Linked DNA regions of Rattus norvegicus: region 1 is linked to region 2. A link is a contact called in public Hi-C data. All regions are on one chromosome and are shown on one strand. The core of a region is the stretch at or near the end of the contact, and the rest is flanking DNA. Distances in the headings are between cores, read along the strand shown. Region 1 overlaps LOC102552357 (a long non-coding RNA gene). Region 2 has its middle 10 kb from the start of Trnat-agu23.

The links. Hi-C and Micro-C count contacts between places; a contact is called where the count stands out from the background.
Region 1: a contact with region 2 is called in a Hi-C map of Schwann cells, with 4 times the contacts expected there. The contact joins two enhancer-like sites. A contact is called at or near these places in 10 of 12 Hi-C or Micro-C datasets (the A7r5 cell line, the Rat2 cell line, Schwann cells and 5 more) and 1 of 1 datasets of contacts at active chromatin or transcription factors (oligodendrocytes).

What each region holds. Positions count from the first base shown.
Region 1 is chr18:78,466,338-78,471,309 of GRCr8, reverse strand. The region is part of intron 1 of LOC102552357 (a long non-coding RNA gene); the gene reads left to right. Among named protein-coding and RNA genes, the nearest start is that of Trnat-agu23, 41 kb to the right of the region's middle. Within about 2 kb of position 1,474, at least 43 of the 93 cell types and tissues checked have an H3K27ac peak or open chromatin away from gene starts, as enhancers often do.
Region 2 is chr18:78,415,432-78,420,702 of GRCr8, reverse strand. No RefSeq gene overlaps it. Among named protein-coding and RNA genes, the nearest start is that of Trnat-agu23, 10 kb to the left of the region's middle. Within about 2 kb of position 2,407, at least 9 of the 93 cell types and tissues checked have an H3K27ac peak or open chromatin away from gene starts, as enhancers often do.

The DNA.
Region 1 (4,972 bases), core at 225-2,724, 52 kb before region 2:
GGGTCCAGGGTGGGGACCCTGGGTTGGGAGGCAACCACTCTGTCCTCTGAGCTATGGGAGTGGGGGTGGGGAGGGCGATACAATTTGTTTTGCACAGCTTGAAAGTCCAGGGGGCCTGGCCAATCCTGGCTAGAGTTTACAACACTCAGGGCTACAACACCCAGGGCTTTGTGCTTCTCTCTAAAATAAAACTTTTATCTTAAAAAAGAAAAGGCATCTAACACAGCGTGTTCCGACCGCAGCGGCATGCTGGATCTCTCCCAGTTCGAGGGGTGGGGGAGTTGTGGGTTCACTGGAGCATGAAAGGAGAGCAAACGGGCTCCTCACCATCCCCTCTCCTCAGCTTCTCTCTGTGGTGAAGACACACAGGAAGTGGAGGCCACAACAAAGGGTCACACAACTCTGTGGATATTTAGAAAAGCCAGGGTGTGTAGCCAGGGACAGATGAACTTAGAATAGAGACCCTGACATTCCGGGCCGCAGGGGAGAAGACAGAGAGATCCCAAGGCCTGGTGTCCTCTGTCTGGGGCAATCAGGCTTGTGTGGAAATCCTGGCTACAGGTCTCCAGTCTGTAGTGAGAAGCTAGTCTCCAAGTGACCTGGAAGTAAAGCCAGTCACCCACAGGTGGCTTCTGACTCTTAACTCCACTCCTCAGGACACATCGGGCTTCTAAGTGACACTAGCGGGCTAGTGACGAGTCTCATTGTACCAGCCCTGTGCTCTTGTTGTTGGAGTTGTTGGGGGCCAATGTCTGGGTGAGCCCTGGGAGCCTAAATGAACCAGGCTCAGCCATCTACCCTCCGCAGGTCACCTGAAAGGTTTGCTCAAGGTGGTCACATTGATAAGAGGAACAAGTAAACAGGCTCTGTGACACTTTCCACTAACTCCATCTTCGGGGTCTGACATGACCTTTAGATTCAAACAGGGACAAGAGGTGGGCAAAAGCAAGCAGGCTTGGTTAAGGTGTTGTCCTGCCTGTCACTGACCCCCGCTGTCGTCTTCCTAGGTGTTCTGACTGATGTCAGAACGGTGTGACATCTCTTCCTGAGAGACACACTTTCTTTCTGGCTGGCAAGAGAACTCTAGACGTCTCATTCTCCCAGTTAGAGACAACAGCTTCAAATTCCAATTCCTTGGAATCCATTGTCTTAGTTCGATGCTGCAGGGAGAGCCAAGTGCCCCTTAAAAAATCTCATCCTTTCTGCCAGCCTTCACATGCCCAGCAACAGGCTGCATTAGAGCACAGGGAACGCCCCACTGTGGAAGGAGTCGTAGCCTGAGGCTTTTAAACGCCGAATGATGGACGTTTCTGTGCTTGAAGATATAAAATGGCATTTCTAAAAAGCAAAACTGAACGGCCAGTGCTGGCCAGTCGCTGTGTGTGTTCCCAGGGTGGAAGCCAGGGCTGTCTGTGGCCTCTGGCTAAGGTTTCACCCAAAGCACTGTCAGCAGTGGGAACGAGGTCACTGATTGTGCTTGGCAGGGGTGGGGAGGAACAGGAAGTGGGCTGAAAAGAAAAGGACTGGATCCAGGGCCGAGGCCAGGCCAGCCCCCGAAGCAGAAGGAATGAGCAGGCTTTCTCCCAAGGCTTGCAGTGTGCGTGGGGCTTGAGGTTCAGGCTGCCACCACCCTGGATCCATGCTGGTGCAGGGTGTGCGTGTGTACTCTTAAGATCTGGGCCAGCCAAGTCCTGAGCACAGAAACCGTCTTAAAAACGATTCTCACCTTCTAGGACTTGAAACGGGCAGTCCTGTTTTTCTGTGCTTTCAGTGTTCGTTTTGGGGGGTGAATGGTTCGAGACTTTCTTCCAGGCTGCCGTTTGCCCCCCCCCCCCCCCCAGATTCTGCTCCCTGCTTTTTCAAGCTGCCTCCATCCGCTGACCATCCCACAACAATTTGCTTCTGGCCTTTGTCTTTGCTGTGAGCTTGAGTGCGCCCCCTGCTGGCAGCCCTTGCCCCGGCATCGAGCTTGTGCTTCAAGAGTTTGCCGAATTTTCTTGCAGGGCTGTGGCCACACCAACAGAGGTCGTCCAGATTTCCTCTGATGAAACCAAAAGCATAAACGGAAGTGGGAGTGCGTTGAGCCCTGCTGTAGCAGGTTTTCTTCTGAACTGAGGCCGGCTCGCAGAAGGAAGACACAGAAAAGGGCCGCATACAACCATTCTTTTTCAACCGAGAGAGTTTTGCGTCTGTGTCCGACAAGAGCTTCTGAAAACCGGCTCATTTAACCTTTCCAAAGATCTTATCCAAGTCTTGGCAGCTGAAGGACGTTTTAGGTCAATATACCAAAGGGCTTTTGTTGGAACTAAATGAAGAATGCCAAAATTTCATTTAAAAACACAGATTCTGAAAAAATGCAACATCAGCACATTTGAAAAAAAAAAAGAAACGGATGCAAAACAGGCGCCTTGAGAGCCCTCCCCCCACCCCAACCCTCTGTGGCCTTTGTGTAAGGGAAGATCTTGGGAGCTGAGAGCTTTCTCTTCCTTGCTGGTGATTTGGCCTCTCAGAGTTTTAAATCGCTGACGATTCGGTGTGTGTGTGTGTCACAGAAAACCAGACTCCTTTTAGCTCAAGGTGGCACCAAGATGGGATCCTGAGGCCCAGGCCTTCTTCAGGAGAGTGAGTGGACTCTGAGGTCCTGGGCCTGGGGATGACCCATGCTGTGGCAAGTTTTGGGTATTCAGAAATTGAACAATAAATATTCAAGAGAAACGATTCTGCCTACGATTCTGCTCCTCGGCAATGCACCAAGCTTTCGAGAGGCAATAAATGAAAGGCTCCTCTATTAAAAACCAGAAGATTAATGAAATCGTGACGTTCAGGCAGGAACAAAACAACCTACGGGCCCAAGACAATGTGTGCAGAAGCAATTTGCTTCTGAAACTCAAAGCATGAGATGCTTCAGTGTACCCCAGCAGCTCTCGGAGAGAGCAAATAAATAACCTCACGGGGAAGAAAACGACCCTTTAAAATGTAGCCTTTTCTCTCCGGGAGGGAAATACGGCAGATAGAGCTGATGGCCAAGATGTATCTAAACTCAAAGGCAGGCACTTTCCATTAGGAATTAGATCGTAAACACTGATCCCCCTCAGGAATCAAGTCAGACCAGCCTCCGCCCGGCTGGGAGCAGCAACTAGACCTCTGGTTTCTGCCTCTGTTCTGTGATTAGAACCCTGGGTCCTGCCTGCCTCACAGCCAACTGCTCTCTTCTGAGTAGGTTGTTCACACAAAGATGTAATGGCTTAACAACCCCCTGACCCATGAGTGTCTTTTTTGCAACTCGCCCCTGTCCAATCAGACGTCACAGCGGAAGGCTGCTGCAGGGAGAGCCTGCCTGTCCTATAATAGCAGCGTTCTCTATTCCCACAGACAGCTGTTTTCCTTTAGTAAACAAACCCATCAGAGTGCACAGCTTAGTTGGGAGACTGACTCAAGGCGAAGGTGCCTCCTGGGGTCGGGAAGCCTAGGAAACACCTGCTCTGAGATTTCAGAAGGACTCTGGCAGCGGCTCAGAATCACCGAGATGAAAATGGGCTCAGCACACACCAATCCTTTGTGGCTCCAGCCCAGTGCTTTTATCCGATCTAGCTCTCAGTATTTCCTGGACTTTGGGTTGTATAGGAAACTGTGGCCTTCTCGGAGGCCACAATCCAAGGGCGAGCTGGCATGAGAGGCCTACGTGGCAAATATGTCCAAGGGCCTTGGATATTAGCAGAGGCTCTTTCAGTTGATATAAAATGTTGAGGCCACCGTGGGTGCCTAACCCCCAGAATTCTAGTATTCTGGTTCTTAAAAATCAGACTGGAACGTGGCACAAACCTTTAATCCCAGCATTCAGGGGGTAGAGGCAGGTGGACCTCTGTGAGTTTGAGGCCAGCCTGGTCTATATAATGAGTTCTGGGACAACCAGAGCTATGTAACAGAGACCCTGTCTTCAAAAAGCAAACATGAAAAGCTTCTCAGAGGCCTGGAGCCACCTGCAGCATGTTCCCGATATTCTGGAAGCGACATGCAGTATCTCCTGTACGGAGGCCACGCTGGGGTAGAGGAAGCAGGGAGCTGCTGTCTGCACTAGATTCCCTCCTCTCCCCATCTGTGCCAGCCCCTGCAATGCAATGGTTTCTGGTGTCTGTGACTGGACTACTCTTTGTTCCAGTAAACAATAGCCTCCCCCACCAACAAGAAATCAGGGTCAGGTGGAAGTTTGCCCTTCCGGGTGCTGCTAACTTGTAGTTTTCTCCTGTGGAATGGAGTACAACAGTCACCCAAGAGTGAAGTTCTGAGGGCAAAGATCTGTTTTACTTACCAGGGCGGAGACCGAATCCTCCGCCACTGTATTTCTTTTTCCTCTCTCATTTCCTAATTGAAAAACTGAGGCTTGGGGGAAGGGGTCGCCGAACTCGGAGAGTGGGAAGTTAGTCTGGGCACTCGCTGTCAGGATCTAAGCAGTAGGCTTACCCTGACCTCTACCCCTCAGGATTTGGAGAACTAGGGGGTTACATTTATGGCTCAGAAATGCTTCGGAATGAAGAGTGAATCAAAATAAGCTCCTCACGTGTGCAGAAGGACTCTCTGCACGTCCAAACACATCTGATCTGAAACAGCCCCAGAGAGATGTGGGAGAGACTTTGTGAACACTTTCTATCCCAGTGCCTCTCCCGTGTGTGTGTGTGTGTGTGTGTGTGTGTGTGTGTGTGTGTGTCTGTGTCTGTGTGTGGTGTGTGTGTATGATAGTGTGTGTGTGATAGTGTGTGTGTGTGTCTGTGGTGTGTGTGTGTGTGTGTCAGTGCGTTGGTGGGTGTTTGTGTGTGTATGTGTGTGTATACAGTTCACAAGGGTGCATTCAGAGGCTAGCAGACAACTGTCTTAGTTAAGATATCTATTGTGATGTGACACCATGGCCAAAACAACCCGGGACGGAAAGGGTTTCTTTCCTCTGATGTTCATATTACACTCCACCACCAGTGGA
Region 2 (5,271 bases), core at 1,158-3,657:
CTCGACTGCCCATCGCTGGACGGTATCCTGGAACTGCCTGGAGATCCCAGTCTGCTCAGAGTTATTATCAGAGCATCTGATGGTGACAGGCTCTAGGAGGATCATAACATAGACTAGTAGATACACAGGTGGGCAGAAGCATGTGGAACACTCCAAGGAGGGTACAGAAAGCAATGTCCAAGAAGAGGGAGCACACACGTTCGTCACACACACACACACACACACACACACACACACACACACACACACGCACATGCACATCCACACATACACACGCACAAAAGCACAGCCAAGGAATAAGAGAGGAAAAGATTTACTCTCTGCCACAGATCAGTTATGCCAAACCAATACTTTCCTTGAACAAAGGAAGCTTGGTGAATAGTTGTCTAACACAACTTTAGCCGCAGGCACACTGCTGAGCGTGCTTATATAGAAGTATTTTGCTGAGCATGCTCAGTCCAGGATCACAGCTGAAGAAAAGCAAGATGGCTTGCTTACTTAACCTAAGGTCCTGGAGCAGGTGTGCAGAAGGTTAAGGTGGTGACAGGAACTCTTGGGTAACTTGGGTAAGGTTTGCTCTCGTGCATCCTAAAGGTGGCAGAGAGGAACGCCCATGCACTCAGTGTAGGGGCTTGGCTTTTGCCAGCTTAACACAAGCTAGACTCGTCTAGGAAGAGAAACCTCAGCAGAGAAATGCCTCTGTCAGACTGGTCTACGGGCAAGCCTGTGAGGTGTGTGATTAACAATTGATGTGAAGGGCCTCACCCACTATGGGTGGTGCTACCCCTAGGCCAGTGGTCCTAGGTAATTTAAGAAAGCTACCTTGAGCAAGCTAGAAAAACAAGCCAACAAGCAGCATCTCTCCATGGTTCCTGCTGCCGTGGTTTCCCTCAGTGATGTGCTGGAATCGAGAAGTATGAGCTGAATAAACCTTGTCATCCCCATATTGGTTTTGGTCATTTTATTTTTTTTTATCACAGCAATCTAGAACACTCAGCTTTCTCCAAAAGGCTTTGGCTGGAAAGGAAATGTAACTAGAATTTTAAAGCAGGAGCCCCGGCCCCAGCAAGCGGGGCAGTCTCCACCTGGCCAAAGGATACAATGACTCAGTTCTTCTTTAGGGTACGAACAGGAACTTTTAAGTTCAAGGAAGAATGGGGCAGGGCAGGGAACACATTCATCATTGCTCGGTCCTGGTCAAATGTTGGGCTTGGAGTTCCTGGCCTCACTTCTAGTACTGCTGGATGGTACCAAGAGGAGAAGCTATTAACGTCATCCCTGGGGAAAATCAATCTGGTTTCTGTAAGACATTACTTCGGCTCCAGGATGCAGCCTGGTAATTGTCTGGGAGCGGTCTGTCTTGAGAGGCTCTGTCCATCTGGATGGAAAGGTGACTGCCTGCTCAAAATGTGTGTCAGCCGGTTTCCAAGACGCTCATTGTTGTTAATAAGTCTCGCTCTTCCTTTGTCTCTTCCCCCAGATTTACTGTCTTCATCCGGGGGCAGAGAGTTGAACTTTGTAGTTACATTGTTACACTGTGGAGTCTTGTTGATCCATTTCCCATGGTAACTTCTCCAGACAGACAGATGGGCCCAAAGTTAACCTTTACTCAACATTAGGTAAGTCTTGAACTCAAGCCAGGTTTGATGGCACACATCTTTTCTCTCAGCATCCAGAGGGCAGAGGCAGGTAGATCCATGTGACTTTGAGACTGGCCTGGTCTCTATATGGAGTCCCAGAACAGCTGGGGTTGTCTACTGAGAACCTCTTTCAAAAACAAGGAGTCTAGAGTGCTTCCCATGGGCTCTGAGCAGTTCTGCAACCAGGCCAGCACTTCCGGAGCGGGGACAGCCAGAACCACTGAGTCCTTTTCCTTGCCTTTGTGCAGAATGAGTCAATTAACACTCCCTGGGTCTCAGCCCTCCCCAGCTCCTGTTTCTCCATTTTCCACATGGAGATTTCCCACCATAGTGGAGACCCTCAGGTGTCTCCTGCTATGCTCTGGAAGATGTCCCAGGCTCCAGATGTGTTTACTGCTCAAACCCTCCTCTGGGAGTCCCCGTCCTCTGGCTAGAGAGCCCACCACGAAAGACATTGCAGGAGTATGCCATTTTCACGGTCAACACTATTGCCTCAGGAACCTTAGCAAAACAATAAACACCGTTGTTTTCTAGGAACAGAGTTGAGGAACATTCCAGAAATATCTCTCCAAGCACAAATGCTTCGCAGACATGAAGACGTGAGATGAAGGCATGGAGTATATGTGGTTTAAAACTCATGCTGTTATTCACTCGATAACTACGTTCTCCCTCGAGGGTGTCCAGCAATGGGCTGACACTGCCTTTGATAAATCTGCACTCAGCGTGGACATCCTAGAACACCCGGTGGAAAGGGCAGGGAGCCAGGACATGAGACGTCCTCTTCCGTCATAAGCAGCTAAGTCCAAATATTAAACTTTCATATTCTGTTAGAGGCCATTTGTTTGCCCTGTGAACACGGTTTTTTCATATTCAGAACACAGAAAATTCTACCTGTAAAACGGGATTTATTTGGAAGGGTGCGTTGCTGTTTATCTTGAATCTTTTTCACCCGGTAGAAGCTGCTAAGCAGGAGTTCTCTTCTCCTAAATCGGATTTACACCACCATGCTCACGTGATGCCTTCGCCGGACTCACGGTTTCTAGGCAACCCTGTTTAAAAAAAAAATGCCCACTTGCTACAGCACCACCTGCTGTCAGAGCACGGAATATACCTGCTCTCCCCAGGCTCGGCTGAAAAAGTAGAAAATGAAAAGATTGGAAGAAAGTGAGATGACTCAGCAGGAAAAGGCCCTGGCTACACAAGCCTCGCAGTTTGAGTTGGATTCCTGAAACCTGGAGGAAGGAGAGAAGTTGATCTTTCACACACACACACACACACACACACACACACACACACACACACACACACACGAGCACGCGCACATGCTTTTTATTTTAAGAATGGAAGGTGGGTACCCTGAATTCTGTTTCCTTAAACGTGTTTTCTTGGAAAGGCCTTTAGCAGAGCGCAGCCCATATGAGAGGCCGCTCTGCCCAGCCTAGTGGGCTGTAGAGGGTCTTCCTCCCACGAAGGAGTCCCTGAAAAGAGCAGGATTTGCCACCTCTAAATGTCACCTGGGCTCTCGGAGCAGCTGTCACTGTGCAGAAGTGACACATGAAGAACTTAAATATAAGAGCTTCGCCCTTTTCCACTTTAAGCCATCCTTGAACTGCACTAGGCTACCCCTAGCTGCTCTAACCTGGGGTTTGGTGAGAGCGGTCAAGAGAGCCTCCTCTGACAGGAAGAAGAGGTAGATGAGGCGCCAAGGAGTGTACATCAGGGCGGGATGGTGGTGCTGCAGCCAGCGTGCCCCTGTCCTGCGCGCGAGGAGGTCTCTCCACAGCCTCTCTTTATTTCCTCTGGTCTCCCGTCACAGCCCATCAGAAACCCTAGCAAGACTGTGGGCTGCCTCTTGCCCTGCTGCCAATCATCAGGACCCTGGGATTTTGTCAACGGTCCTTTCACTGGATGCACGTCATACACGAGCACCGGGACCACTGAACAAATCACAGGATCCCGAAAAGCGGTGCGTCAACGACTCCCTCTGAGTCCAGAGGGCTGCTCCTGTCACGCTTAAATGCCTGATCAACCAGTTCCTTCAGCAGTCTACCCTCGATACATGAGCTGTACACTTGCTTTCCCACCTCATCTCGTGCTTCAGATGTCTGAGCCCAGGAGCTACTTCCTGGATAGTCAGAGCTCAGGGGCATAGATTACCCATGAGCCATTGCGAGGCGTGGGTTCCTTTTAATCTCATTCACAGTCAGAGTCTGAGTCCGGAGAAAGCGTGCTTCGCATCCACGGGTGACATCACAAAGCACAAGGCACGTTTTGCGAGTGTTTGCTTTTATTAATCAGGTTGTTTCCACACGGATTGTGCTGCGAGGAAAGGCTTTGATACCACTGATCCCTGGCCTTCAGAGCTTGTATTTCTCACAGAAAAGGAAGCCGAAGGCTTAGGGACTGATACCTCCTTCTACCTTCTACCACGTGAATTCCTGAGGATCAAACTCAGGTTGTCAGGCTTGGTAGCAATATCTTTATTCACTGTATCATCCCTCCAGTAGTTTAGAAGAGTAACTAGGGAGCTTTCTTCACGTGACAAGAATTCTCTCCTGGGGAGCATAGGCCTGTGCCCCTACCTCTCACACTGATAAATTGAGTATATAGAGTGGCAAAGCATGAGGGGCTTGGGAGATGGCTCAGTGGGTAAAGTGCTTACAATGCATGCATGAGGCCCCCTCATCCACATAAAAACCTAGGCACTGCAGCACATGCCAGCAATCCCAGCACAAGGGAAGCAGATCCTGGAAACTGGCTATCTATCTAGGCTATTACCGAAGTTTAGGTTCAGTGAGAGACCCTGTCCTTAAAAAACAAACATTTATTTATTTATTAATTATATGAGCACACTGTCGATGTCTGTAGACAGATCAGAAGAGGGCATGGGATCCCATTACAGACAGTTGTGAGCCACCACGTGGTTGCTGGGAATTGAACTCAGGACCTTTGTAAGAGCAGCCAGTGTTCTTAACTGCTGAGCCATCTCTCCAGCCCTGATGTCCCTGTCTTAAAAAATAAAGTGAGGTCCAGTGAGATGGCTTAGTGGGTAAAGGTGCTTGTTGTCAAACATGACTGACTGATCCTCAAAATCCACAGGGTAGAACCAGCTCCAACGGGTTATCCTCTGAACCTCACATGTAAGCCCAGACACGTGTGTGTGCGTGTGTGTGTGTGTGTGTGTGTGTGTGTGTGTGTGTCTGTCTGTCTGTCTGTCTGTCTCTCACACACCCATATACACACATGTACATATATATCACACATGTACCCACATACCATACACATGCACGCACCTGCACACACATGCACACACACACACACACACAAACACAAACACACGTGCGTGCGCAGCAAATCTGAACAGCCATAAGTAACAGCCAAAGAAGTGAGATCTGTAAAACACCAGGAAAAGCCAGCCAGTTTGCGTCAGTGAAGAAACAGATGATCCAGTTGTAATGAATGCCCACCAGGGGGCATCAAGGAGAAACCACAGAGCTGTTAAGAGGCTTATGCTTGGGGCTGGGGATTTAGCTCAGTGGTAGAGCGCTTACCTAGGGAGTGCAAGGCCCTGGGTTCGGTCCCCAGCTCCGAAAAAAAGAACCAAAAAAAAAAAAAAAAAAAAAAAAAGAGG